Regions from separate parts of the Mus musculus genome. Here region 1 is linked to region 2. The links are chromatin contacts, called in public promoter capture Hi-C maps. All regions are on one chromosome and are shown on one strand. The core of a region is the stretch at or near the end of the contact, and the rest is flanking DNA. Distances in the headings are between cores, read along the strand shown. Region 1 holds the start of Prcp (prolylcarboxypeptidase (angiotensinase C)). Region 2 overlaps Dlg2 (discs large MAGUK scaffold protein 2).

Evidence for each region. Promoter capture Hi-C pulls out the DNA fragments that hold promoters and counts their contacts.
Region 1: a promoter capture Hi-C map of hematopoietic stem and progenitor cells shows a contact between it and region 2. The contact joins the promoter of Prcp here to the enhancer-like site in region 2. A contact is called at or near these places in 7 of 39 promoter capture datasets (the C10 cell line, the HPC-7 cell line, hematopoietic stem and progenitor cells and 3 more), 1 of 484 Hi-C or Micro-C datasets (olfactory sensory neurons), 1 of 115 datasets of contacts at active chromatin or transcription factors (embryonic stem cells) and 1 of 9 other capture datasets (liver).

Annotation. Positions count from the first base shown.
Region 1 is chr7:92,870,342-92,876,834 of GRCm38.p6, forward strand. It overlaps Prcp (prolylcarboxypeptidase (angiotensinase C)), which reads left to right and starts at 4,912. Exons shown (of 9, transcript NM_028243.3): 1 at 4,912-5,159. The coding sequence starts at 4,998. Ddias (DNA damage-induced apoptosis suppressor) reads right to left here and starts at 3,906. Exons shown (of 6, transcript NM_001355126.1): 1 at 3,800-3,906; 2 at 2,421-2,503.
Region 2 is chr7:92,439,136-92,445,631 of GRCm38.p6, forward strand. It overlaps Dlg2 (discs large MAGUK scaffold protein 2), which reads left to right. Exons shown (of 23, transcript NM_011807.3): 22 at 3,469-3,560; 23 at 5,376-6,496. The coding sequence ends at 5,482. Among named protein-coding and RNA genes, the nearest start is that of Ccdc90b, 120 kb to the right of the region's middle. Within about 2 kb of position 2,711, at least 65 of the 459 cell types and tissues checked have an H3K27ac peak or open chromatin away from gene starts, as enhancers often do. A contact at or near this core is called in hematopoietic stem and progenitor cells, olfactory sensory neurons and pre-B cells, where this site is marked.

The sequences.
Region 1 (6,493 bases), core at 3,662-6,161, 430 kb after region 2:
TTGCCCTCTAGTGGTTCAAGTCTGTATGTTAAAAAACAAAACAAAACACTGTAACTTACAGGTAAGTTACTTAAGAACCGAAATGAAAGAGGTCAGTTTATTATTTTTAATTGGTGTTTTACCTGGCTAACCTACATGGTAAAAAGACACTTCGTTCATTGAATGAAGGACAATAATATAGTAATCAGTCAGGAGTTTGTTCTTCTCTGTCTAATCATGCTTCCTTCATGATAAATGTAATATATATACATACATACACACACACACACACACACACACATATATACACACACACACTCACACATATATATATACACACACACATATACACACACTCAGATACATACACACATGGAATGGAGTGATTGTGTGTTTGACAGCTAAAAGTACCAGATCTGAGTAAGTACTAAAATTGGGAAAACATTATAGACCTGAGAACAACTTCACATTTGGCCTGCCTTGTAATTTTTGATTCTTTTTGTTTTGTTGGGAAGGATGATGGTATAGTATTATTGGCCAACAAAACGTGTTCCAACTTGATAAGCTCAATATATCTACATACTGTAATATATTACAGAGCTGCTAAATGGCAACTGTCGCTGTATATGAGTCAATGACAGGAAGACACAGTTCTGTCCTAGTCACTAGATTTATGTTCTAGTATAAGAGCTGACGTAACTGTAAACAGAAAGGTACTTAGTGATGGGCTATAGGGTCAATCAATGAATAAGTAGAGCATCATCTTCTCTCTGTCATTGAGGGCATTGAGGCAGGAAAGAAAGGAAAAACTGTGGGGACATGAGAAGGTGAAGAAGCCCCTCACCTTGGGATCTAGTTTGCCTTTTTTACTGAGTTCAGAAACTCCAAAGCAACTGATAAACCTAAGTTGACTATGTAAATATATGTTCTACAGACTTACTTCGAGCTAGGATTTTAGAGTTTTATCACGATTGCACCTTTTTTACACCCCCAAATCTAAGCAGTGCACCTCATAAGACCACCTTACAGTTGGAATTACAAAAGCCTCATAAATTACTTCCTTGGGCTAATGTAAATCAGCCACAGGGTCATGCAGAGCAAGACGCTGTAAACAGATCTCAACATCTCACGAAGCCCACACCATGTCTTGGAATTGTAGTTCTTTCCTTTTCCTAGATGACTCTATCTAAATACTTAGTAATCAACTTTGCTCAGTCTTTTCTTGAGGCATAGTCAAGGATCAGGGCTACCTGATGGAGGTCCCTAAGAAAGAGCTCTCAGGCTGCTGGGGGATATGCACGAAAGGCAGAAACAACATTGACAGCAGAGGGGAAATATTGTAGAACACTCCTGTTGAAACGTTAACTAGGAAAGCGTTGGCACACACAACAGCTTTTCCATGTTTGGTATCATTTCTGGGGTATTTCTGACAGACATGGAGAAGGGAGCATTTGAGGTAAAACAATAACAGACAAGCCAGGAAGTTAGTTGTGGTTCAGGCTGATAACGTGTTCTAGTCATCAATGTGTATCTATGAAACAATGCAAAGACTTCCATAATGTCACTTCTTACAGGAGAGTCAACTGTATTTAGAAGTCTCACAAATTCAAAGTTTAATAAGTAACAAAAATTGAATCCTGTTAAGTCCTTCTTGTCACAAAATCCTCTCAATTTTAGTAAGTCATACTATTTCTAACTAGCCATATGGCCAGATACCTAAAACTCTCCCTCCACACGCCATGTCATATCCAACATTTTTATCCCCCCATCCCCTCCCTTTTTTGAGATATCATCTTTCTATATAAAGTTCTGACTATCTTAGAACTCACTGTATGGGATGGTCTTGAACTCAGAGATCCACCTGCCTCTGCTTCCTGCCCAGCTTACTCCTTTTTAATATTTATTCTTCTAGAATTTCATACAATATATTTTATATTTCCCCCTCCCCATCTTCCTATGCACCCAACTTCCAGTTCTTTCTCAAAAATAAAAAAAAACAAAGCTGGAAATAGTGGTCTAAGCCTTTAATTCCACACTCAGGAGGCAGAGGCAGGATGATCTCTGTGAGTTTGAGGCCAGCCAAGGATACATAAAGAGACCCTGTCTCAAAAACCACACCAAAGCAACCCCATGGTGGCTAGATAACTGGGACTCCTCCCTCCCCTCCCTCCCTTTCCTAGCCAAGTCACAGTCACCAATTTAGTATCAACTCTTTACAGGGCACTTTCCTGATCCATGGCGATTTCTAGACCCATCTTTTTAAAGGTAAGATTTTCCTCTGTTGCCCTTAGGTCTCTTTGAATCTCAGGCTGGCTTCAAACTAGAGATTCTCATGACTTGGCCTCCCGAGTGCTAAGCTTATTCATACAGGTCTCCATACTCAACTTTGCTATTCGGTTTAATCCTATCCAAAAAAAAGGGGGTGGGGGTGGGGTACTTACCCTAGGACAGCAGTCTCTATTGTTAGTTGAAGTCATCCAAAACCTGGCCCTTCTTGGCATAATGGAGGCACTTAAAATTTTATCTGAGGAGCGAATAAAAAAATGACAGAGTGCTCAGTGATCCCATTTTTTGCAAGGTCAAGAAGCCAGCCTTGACATACCTATAAATCTAGCAATTGGGAAATAGAGGATGATAGAGGGAGTTCAAGGTCAGTTTTGGGTATAGAATCCTGTTATCTTGGAGCCGGGTGTGGTGGCACTCACCTTTAATCCCAGAACTCAGGAGGCAGAGGCAGGCAGATTTCTGAGTTCGAGGCCAGCCTGGTCTACAAAGTGAGTTCCAAGAGAGCCAGGGCTATACAGAAAAACCCTGTCTCAAAAAACAACAACAACAACAACAACAACAAAAAACCAAAACAAACAAAACAAAAAAACAACAAAAAAAAATCCTGTTATCTTAACTCACACACATAAAACATAAAGCAAAACAAACCAGAACGGCTTTACAAACTAAGCAATTACTAACGAGTCAGAACATGCCTTAGGTGTGGTGGGATAAAAAGAAGTTTGGGAGGTTGAGAGGGTGGTGCTTTTGAGGAACACACAAGGTAATCTGGGGTTCGGGATAATTCAGTATGTCATGAACAGAGTGTGTGTGTGATATCCTGGGTTTCACCTCCCACACTGAGAGGGTATATGTGTGTGTGTGTGTGTGTGTGTGTGGGGGGTATGACAGGGTCTAGAACTGAAGTTAGAGAGGCAAGCAAGGCCAAAGAGCTTTTAACCTAAGTTACAGATTTTGAACTTAAAAATATCGGGACAAACAGAAGCTTCTAAAACAAGTGGTGAGTATCTAGGTAAAGAATTTTTCACCCATCTGCCTGGTCTTGGAGGCTACTACTGTCACTGCATGCAGCTGTCACAGGTTAGATTATGGTAGTGGCAGTGTTCAGTGGGGAGTTGGATTTGGATCTCAGGTGTGGGTTCGTGAGAGCAGGGAAAATAGAAACCTTTCAATTTCTGGACTGCGTACATTACTCAGTAAAATACTTTCTCTGGGCAGTCAAAGTCATCTGAAAAAAATAAAACAAACCATCTTTGCCAGCACCTAGCACAGTAACCTGCTGACATAGTTTTATGCCCCCGTTGAAAGTCGAGCCCTTTCCTTTCTGGGTTTTTGGGGATCCGCAGCAACAGTAAAGTGCTGATAAACCTTCGCCAAGGAACATGAAAAGTATTGACTTTCCCGTTTAACCTCGTAGCCGGCGTTTACGGCCAGAAGTCCTGAAATCAATCCATACGGAGTGCAAGGTTACAGCGCCTCGTCAGGAGTCTCTCCACCTAGAGCCCCCCAAGAACTCCTTTTTTCAGCGTCTCACCTGAGGCAAAGGACACAGACAAGCCCGGGCAACCGCTCCGCCCTCCGGCCGCTCGGTCCGCCGCTCTCCAAACGCCAGCAATCGAATCTCCCGCGTCCTCTTCCGCCGGAAGGACCGTCTTGACGGACTTTCAGGAGAGCCAATCAGAAAACGCCCTGCAGGGCGTGTCCCCACCCCACCACCCACCCCCGGGCAAGCGACCCTTCTTGTAAAGCTAGGGGTAGCTGTGGGTTTCGAGGGTCGTTCTTCATCGACTGGTGGAGCGGTAGTTCTCTCGGCGAAGTGCGAGGGAAGCCGGGAAGGCTCGAGGCGTGGGAAGGAGTGGCTTCAGACGGACGCCGAGGGCGTGGGAGCGGATGAAAGTTGGCGCCGCGGGCTGGACAGGAGGGGGCGCTGTTGTAGAGGGAGTCGCCATCGCGGAGCATGGATGGATTACCGAGGCTTAGAGAAGGCTTAGTCTGCGCGCAACACCCAGCGGCCACAGGAGGGACGGGTCGTGCGGGCAATGCGGACGATGGGGGTGACCCGAGAACTGAACACCGGTGGGGCTGCTTAGGCGGGAACAACAGAGGCGAAGAGCCCGAACGGCCTACAAGGAAGGGGGCAGAGCGATCTGTGAACCTCGCTCCATTTCCTGCTACTTGAGGGGCCCAGCATCGAGTCCCTGTACTTGTTTCCTCACCTAAGTAGAGGGGAGAGTCCAACTCCGTCTGGAAGGTTGCTGTTCTGGTTGAGTGTGGGTCACGTGTGTGCCGTCATGCCTGGTGACAATAGACTCACTCTCCCTCCCTCCTCCTCCCGCCCCGTGCCATTATAAGGGATTTGCGGAGAGCTGGGGTGTTACGTGGGACTGAGGTTGCGGGGACAGTGTGATGGTGGCAATAAAGGCGGGGATATGGCATAACCTAGGGTAGCGATAGGGCTTGGGGAGCCATAGATAAGGATGGGGCAAAACCCTGCGTAGTAAAGGCCGACGTAGAGTGTGACCTCAGTGGAGGTGGGCGGGGAGAAGGAGGATGGCGAGTGGCAAGTGTGGAGGCAACGCCTTTGGGGCCAGGAGCTGCCTGGTTTTAGGTTTCCCGGGGGAGGAGCTGGTCTGCAGCGGGCGGAGCTACGAGCTGGGCCCGGCTTAGTCTTTGCGCTTCTGCTGGTGGCTCTCTTTCTTTAGTCGCCCACACTGTGGCTGCCATCCCCAGCCATGGGCTGCCGGGCTCTCCTGCTCCTGTCTTTCCTATTACTCGGGGCCGCCACAACCATCCCGCCTAGGCTAAAGACCCTCGGCAGCCCGCATTTGTCAGCCAGTCCCACACCCGACCCTGCTGTAGCCCGTAAATACTCAGTTCTTTACTTCGAACAGAAGGTAAGCAGAGGCTGGGGAGTAAGGGTTCTAGGTCCCACGTCCCAACCGCCCGCCCATACCTTGCTTGGCTGTTGGAGCACCGCCGCCCACTCCAAAATTCAGACTCTGATACTTAGGACTTGACTTGGTTTTAGTTCACATTTTCTGGAGGGTGGTCTTAAGCCTTAATTATTCGAGTGTTTCCCAACAGAGACCATGAGAAATTTATCCCTCCAGTTCTGGAGGTCCAGGATACATATTTTTAACTCTTCATTTTAGGAAATGCCTCAATCTAAACTCTTTGTTTACCTTGGCCAAAACCAGATTATGGAGACTAACCTTTGACCCCATACCTCTCACCTCAAATTCTTAGGTATGGAGGCTAACCTTCACCTTTAGGTCTCTCAACACAAATTCAGATGTACCCATTACATAAGAATGTATCGCTTCACTAAACTGCTTCTCTCAGCTGAAATGTTACCTTTAGAGGCTAAAAGGTCTGTATCCCCATCTGAAGTGAGTGCAAGGATCAGGTCTCTCTGGTCTTGAACTTGAGTTCACAGTTTTAAGACAGGCTTCTCCAATGCCTTTGTATTTGGTGGCAGCATGAGACCATAGGTCATTACCCTATAGGTCTGAATGAAAAGTACCTGTGTCCTCTGAAATGACAAGGCTATATAATTCTATAGTTCTAGGAGTCTCTGAGGCCTGAATGCACAAGGCACTGGGATTAGAAAGAGTACAGTCGTCTGATCTTGGCTTTAGAAGTCACATCAGGATTCTGGCCTCACTCTGTGATCTTGGACAAGTTACAGTTAGTTTCTGAGCCAAGTTTCTTGGCTTACTGCAGAAGGTTGCAGTGATGACTAACTGAAGCAGCTAAGAACCATAAGCCCTAGCAGAGTAGCTGCCCTGAATAGAAGGTTACCGATGGAGGCATGCTTATTGATGGGACGTTTGACTAGGTAGGAATTTGGGAAAGAGGGAAGACATGGGGTTGTAGAACAATTTAGTTTTGAAGTAAAAAAAAAAAAAAAAAGACCTAGAAATTTAAGTTTGGGTTTCAAAAAAAAAAGAAAAACGAAAAGAAAAGAAAGGAAGAAAGCAAGCAAACATTTTAATTTAGCTGAGGTAGCAGAAGTCTTTCTGGAACGGCCCCTTTAATTTCTACAGCGGCTTATTTGTAAGTTGAGAAGTTGGAGGCAGGACCATGGAGTTTTATGCTTTCCCTAGGAAAACCTTTCTGTGGAGCGAGCTATGGCTGTCTAGCTGAAGTGAAGGCTGTGTTAAGAACTCTAGGACTTCCTCTTTTCTGTAGCTCTGCTCTCCGCCCACACTGTAAAACAAAGCCGAAC
Region 2 (6,496 bases), core at 1,461-3,960:
CACTAATTCAATGTGTTATCCTCATAAAACACATAAGCAGCTTCCTGGAGAAAGCCAGAGATGAGGTCAAGGCCTCTGTTACAAGAGCCTGGCTTCAGCACTGCCTCCAGGAGAGGCAAACCAAGCCTTGGGAGAATGTTGTTGGGCTGAACCATACACAGCACGCTGGAAAACAATGCTTATGGAAAGATGGTAAAAATAGAAGGTACTTATTCCCAGAGATGGAAGCCATTGTTTTCTGAGGATATCAGCTACCTGTTTGGTCTCCTCTGAGGACGAAGCTGCAAATTGAACCACAGTAGTTGGACTGGCAGCTGGGAGGATAAACTTCAAACACATAGTTGACCTCTGGGGAAATCATCAGAGTTGTATCCTAAAAACAGAGTACATCCCCAGAAGTAAAGGTAGACAAGGGTTTTTGACAAAACAGAAAAATAAAACTAGGAAGTAAATAAACATAAAGAACATTAACCCCAATTACCACATAGGAAATGTGTATTGATGATAAAATGGTGTTCTAACGGCACGAGTTAAACTTTTTCTGTGGGCGGTGTTTCATAAAGTTAGTTAAGTGACCACAATGTCATTATATAAACGTGATTTATAATCTGTAAACCGCTACACAAAGCCATGCAATGTTAATCTTATGAGAAGAAAAGTGGCACTCTCCTCTTGGGAACAGCATCATAAAAGCTCATTTCAGAAATAGAAATTAATCCACATCATAAACACACAAGAGAGGGATGACTTCCTAGGGAAGGAAAGCCTGAGGGACCAAAAGCAGTGGCACATTTGGTCCAGTGTGACGCTGGGAGACAGCCCATCTGGTGCTCAATGGAAGATCTACTTCCTTCCATAACTACCAGATGATTCATGCAGTTCTGCCTTAGGGCCCTGTCACAGACACTTATCACCAAGGAAAACTAAGCATGCCAAAGGCTGGATGCCACAATGAGGACAGTGTCCTTGGCATAATTTGCTGTAGCCATACCCATGGATCTCCACTGCAGTGATGCTGACACTCAGCCTGGTGCAATCTCATTACTAAAGGCTGTTTGTGGCTCACTCTTTCCTGGGGCTTTTACTTCAGGAGCAATGCTCTCTTGAATTGCCCATTCCCCAGGAAGGAGCAAAGCTCGGTCAGCTGGAACCAGAGCATAGCAGCTGTCACAGCAAGACAGTGACACACCATCACACACATTACCTCTCCTGTTCATCATCCACAGAGAGCAAGCACACAGCTGCCTCTGAAGAGGAACACAAATTCAAGGGCGTATGTGAAAGAGATAGTTTCATAATATGCTGCCTCCTGAACTTCTGTACCTACCCCATAGCAATGGGAAGTTTTCCTGTGTCTGAGTACCCTATCCCCATTAATGGTCTTTTGTGGCTTTGAACCCATGATGCATTGTGTGTTCCTCTACTGGCATCTATGACATAACCATATTTATTTCCCTCATTCACCACTTAGTCCTCCACTCACTCATTTGACAGTTATTGAATCAAGCTCATGTCATATGGTAATAAACAAGCCATAGGCTTCTCCCTCAAAGAACCTAAAGCTTAGGTATGAACTCTGTAAAATGTAATGAGAATACTTATAACAACAAAGGTTAGTGAAATCTTACTTTGTACTTCAGTTCTCAGTAACATCGAAACCCATGTCCAACTTCTTTCTTCACATAACCATGTTTCAGAAGGTACCAAGCTTTGGTATAATATGGCATGGTTGACTGTGGTTTAGAAAGGGGCTCAATTTTTTACTGTAGAACTCCTGATTACTTTATAGACAACCTTAAGGAAGCCACTTCTCCACTTCAAGCCCCCATAACTTGCACTGGGAAAGGGAATGACTAAGCCTAGGGATTCCAAACCTGGATCTCTGGTGTTCAAGTGACATACAAGGCCCCAATACTTTCAGAAATGTACCTACCCAGCCAATAAAAATGTCTTTTCATTTGATTGGACCTCTACTTTCAGTGCTAGAGGCTCTGGGAAGATAATACCAATATGGGGTTAGGAATCAATAAATTGATTTTAGAGAGAATTAGAAAAATATCCATTTTCCTTCCCACCTTCTTGTCCTTGAGACTAGATTACATTGCACTTTAGTTACCAGAAGATCAAACAACATTCTTCTATATAGTTAATGATAAACCAGGTTAATAGAAAAGACAGTCATAGCCGTAACTCCTTTATAATCCATTTTCCTACCTGAACAAAAAATCAAGCAGCCATCATGGTTTCTTTTTTTTGTTTTTACCTTTTAAATACATTTTAATTTACAAGTGGTAATTCTATGAGTTGATGGGATATGGTATAATATTTTGATTCATAAATACAAAATGTAATGGACAGATCAGAATCCTTGAACATTCTTTACTTTGAATCATTCTTGAGATCACACTAAATCCCTATTAACCACTTAAAATAGTCAACTATTTTCTGTCAACCACATTGACCCTAGAATAGTATTAAAGATTAGAGGCTATTCCTTCTATCTGACTGTACCCTTCACCCTACATTAGAGATCCTTCTAGACCAAGCTCCTCTATCCTAGTTCACCATTTGATTAAGTAACTCAGTTATAGTCCTATTTGGAAATACTGTGGTCCCAGCACTTTTGGTGACTCTGTATCCAGTGTATACCAGTCCCTCAGCAGACACTTGTGCTGTCATTTGGTCACAAGAACAGGAAGTCTAGAGTTCTTGTCACTATGGGCATGACTCAGTGTTTGTACAAGTTGAGTAGTTAGAGCTACATAACTCCTCTGGGATCTGCTCCACTCTGCATAATCCTCAGGAAGCTCTGTGGGTTTCTGCTTACCAGACTTGCATGGGGGGTGAACAATAAACCCTAAGAGGGATGAAAGCAAGATATTAATCCTTTTATAAAGGAGGAACCTGAGAAGAAACCAGGCTAGTTCTCTTGAGTATAGTGCTACCTAACAAACCCAGATATATGTTCATCTTTCCTCCTTCTGACCACTTCTGGAAGAGTGTCTTCAATTCATGCCCTATGTGTATTTTGGAGATGTGGAAATGTCCAACAAAGGAAGTTTGAGTTTAGAAATACAACAGAGAAGTCGTTGAAGGGCAGTTTGTTCTGATGAGGAGGAACCTCAAGGGACACATAGTACTCCATTTAAATACTCTAGGGCCTGCTGGAGAGGAAGTTTATAATCCTGCTCTAGGGACTGCAGGGAAGGAAACAGAGGCCACAGATGGCAAGGAGACAGGTTCTGCCTTGCCTCAGCCCTGTGCTGCACATGAAGCCTGTCCTCCAGGCGAGTGGGCACCCTAGCACCTAACCCTCAGCGGCTGAAATGGTTCCACCAATGGGTCGGTCCAAGATGAAGCCTTAACAGCTACGAGGATTAAACTCTGCCTCCTGTAGGGGTCATTGTAAAATTGTGGAAATTTGGTATACTCTCTTTGTGTCCTGATATCAAACCCTCATTTTCTCAGGGAGATGAATAAGCGTCTGACAGAGGAACAAGCCAAGAAAACTTATGACCGGGCGATTAAACTAGAACAAGAATTTGGAGAATATTTTACAGGTAAGTTTCCTTGGTGTCCTGGTACTACAAGAAAAGGCGATAAATTGCCTGATGCTGTACTTAGGATAGGCTCCATGCCTGATGAAGCTAGACCCCAAACCCTTCCAGGTGAGGCTGCCTGTACTCTTATCTGCCTTACCCACTTGGTTTAGAGCTCTGGATTCTCTCCTCTCTGAGTTAGCTCATTTCCAGTTCTCCACTGGCCCTAAACCATGAGCAGCAAATGCCCTGAGTTATCTCCTGCTATTAAGCATGCTACCTCATTAAACTGTCTCCCTGATATTTTCAGAAAACTTAAAAACGAATGTTTTAAGGCTCAAAATGAGCAGTGTCTACAACAGTTACTATCCTGCAGTCTCTGCCTTGAAGACCTCCAGACCTATCTCCTCAATCAGCATCGTGAGCAAAACCCACTTGGAGATGCTTCAGTTAACACTGTCTCAAGACTAATAATAGCTTTGATTTAAAAAAAAAAAAAAAAAACAATGTCTTTGGCAACAAGACATTTTGGGAATTTCTTGTGGATGTCCTGAGTTCCGTCTCCTTCTCTGCTCTGACAAAACACTGACTAAATACAGAGAGAAACCTGTCTTGGGGGAATTTAATTCACAGCAGATTCTTAATGATTGATAACAAGATACTAAGTATGAGGTGTAGCACAGTTAGCAAAGTTGCTTTCATAAGGCTCAGCGTTTGATCCCAGCGTCCTCCAAAATAACATTCAATACAACAACTTCCCTCATGAACCACTGGCATGAAATGAGAAGGAGATTGTTGCAGTTACCTTGACTACCAAAGTCACCATGAGCATAGCACTGTGTAATTACTTTTACTAGAGTTAATATTAAGGTTTCTCTTAGGAATGTGAGTGATTTTAAAAGAGCATTCGGGTGGGAAAAAAAATCTAAGGGCTGGAGAGATAACTCAGCAGTTAAGAACACTTGCTGCACTAGAGGACCCAAGTTGAGTTCCCAGGTGGGAAAATTAAGTAAAAAATAACAACTACTTGACTCATAGTTTGCACTTATGGGTAGATTACCATAGTGTGATGTGAAGATTGTTTTTGAAACATAATAATGTCAACTCTACTTCAATAATAATTTGTCTTGAAGCTCTGAGGGCCTAGGGATAGTGCTGATGTGTTTAGGAAACCCAGCTCCACAAGAGCATTTACTGAAGGAAGCGACAAAAGGTGTGCAAATCTTCAGAGAGCCAAGTAGCTTAGTCATTTACAGCTTGGTGATTTATAGCCCCTCTTATTTATGTTCCCTATCAGGTATTCACAGTATAAATAGTTCTGTGAGACAAAAAAAAAAAATCCTAATTTACCAAGTAACTTGGAGAAAAAATGGTGTTTCTCAGTAAAGTGAAAAGGTTAACTAAGCTTGTCCTTCAAAACTCGGATTATTTCCATATCTACAAGACCTGAATTTCTGTCTTAATTAAAGTATAGAAACTCTACAGCCAAACAGGGAGCCTCAGTCTGAAACCACTGTATCTTCTGCTCCAGTGCCTGGTTCAGAGCAGCCATCCATGAAACAATGTGTTGCTAGAATTGTGAACAAACACAGAAAGCGCTAAGATTGGGACACATTTATTACTGACCTAGGGCATGGAAAGAATGCCCCTTTTAAGCACCACTGAGGTGACCACACTTATGTAAGCATCCTGCATTTCCCCCCCTCACATAAAGGGGACATTAGGCTTTCAGATGAGTTGTCTGCCACTGATCCCAGCTTCTGTTGGGTGAGAGATAACTGTCCTCACCCCCAAGGCAGTGCCTCCTAACCCTTGCTATTTATGTCTTTGCAACAGCTATTGTCCAAGGAGATACCTTAGAAGATATTTACAACCAATGCAAGCTTGTTATTGAAGAGCAGTCTGGACCTTTCATCTGGATTCCCTCAAAGGAGAAGTTATAAATTAGCTACTGCACCTCTGACAACGACAGAAGAGCATTTAGAAGAACAAAATATATATAATCTAACACTTGGAGGCTTTTATGTTTTTGTTGCATTTATGTTTTTGCAGTCAATGTGAATCCTTATGAATGTACAACACAAACTGTGTGAAGCCATGAAGGAAACAGAGGGGCCGAAGGGTGGGACGGAAAAGACATCACAGTATGCAGGAAGGCTTGGGTTTGCTCAAAGTACCAGGTATAGGGATGAACCTCTGATGGGCTCTCTGCCCTAGAGTTGGGCAGCCTTCTCACCCCAGCAGATGTCCAGAGCTGATTTAGCTGCTGAGCTCTCTGTGTTTGCTTTAAGAAAAGTTGCCAGCACTTGAACCTCACCAACCTACCCTTTACCCACCTCTGTAATTGGTACACTTCGAATTTTATAACTATGCACATCCTTTGATTTGCTAACAAGCAAAGGAAATAGGGAAAACAGAAAGAAGTCCCTTTGGAGATGACATACTATCAGGGGAGGATGATTGCTTAGTTCCTTAGCTGGCATGCGCAAAGACAAGTGTGTCCTGTGTGGAGGACTAACCTTAGAGAGGAGGAGATTCCACCTGGCCTAGCTTTATGGCTGTCAATTGTCTATTTTGCCATTTATAAGCTGAAAGAAGGCACTAAAGATGAGAATAATTTATACAATAAATATATTAAATGTATAGAAATGAATTTCTATAGGTGAAAAAGTTTTGTGAAATATTTTGTAACGACTAAAAAACATTGAAAGACTAAATGTACGCACTCTCAGCAGATGATCAAATTCAAGAATTTGAGGCTGCACTCTCCCTTTTGTTGCCAATGATCCATTCAGAGCATCTGAGTTCCCTCCAGGTCTGACAAAGACTTCCCTTTCACTCCCCTCCCACACTGCCCATGCACACTAGCACACTAGCGATACACTCTTACGGAACACACTCCTGGATAAATTACCCTCATGGATAGTTTTGGAAGAGATTTTTGTTACAATTCTTTA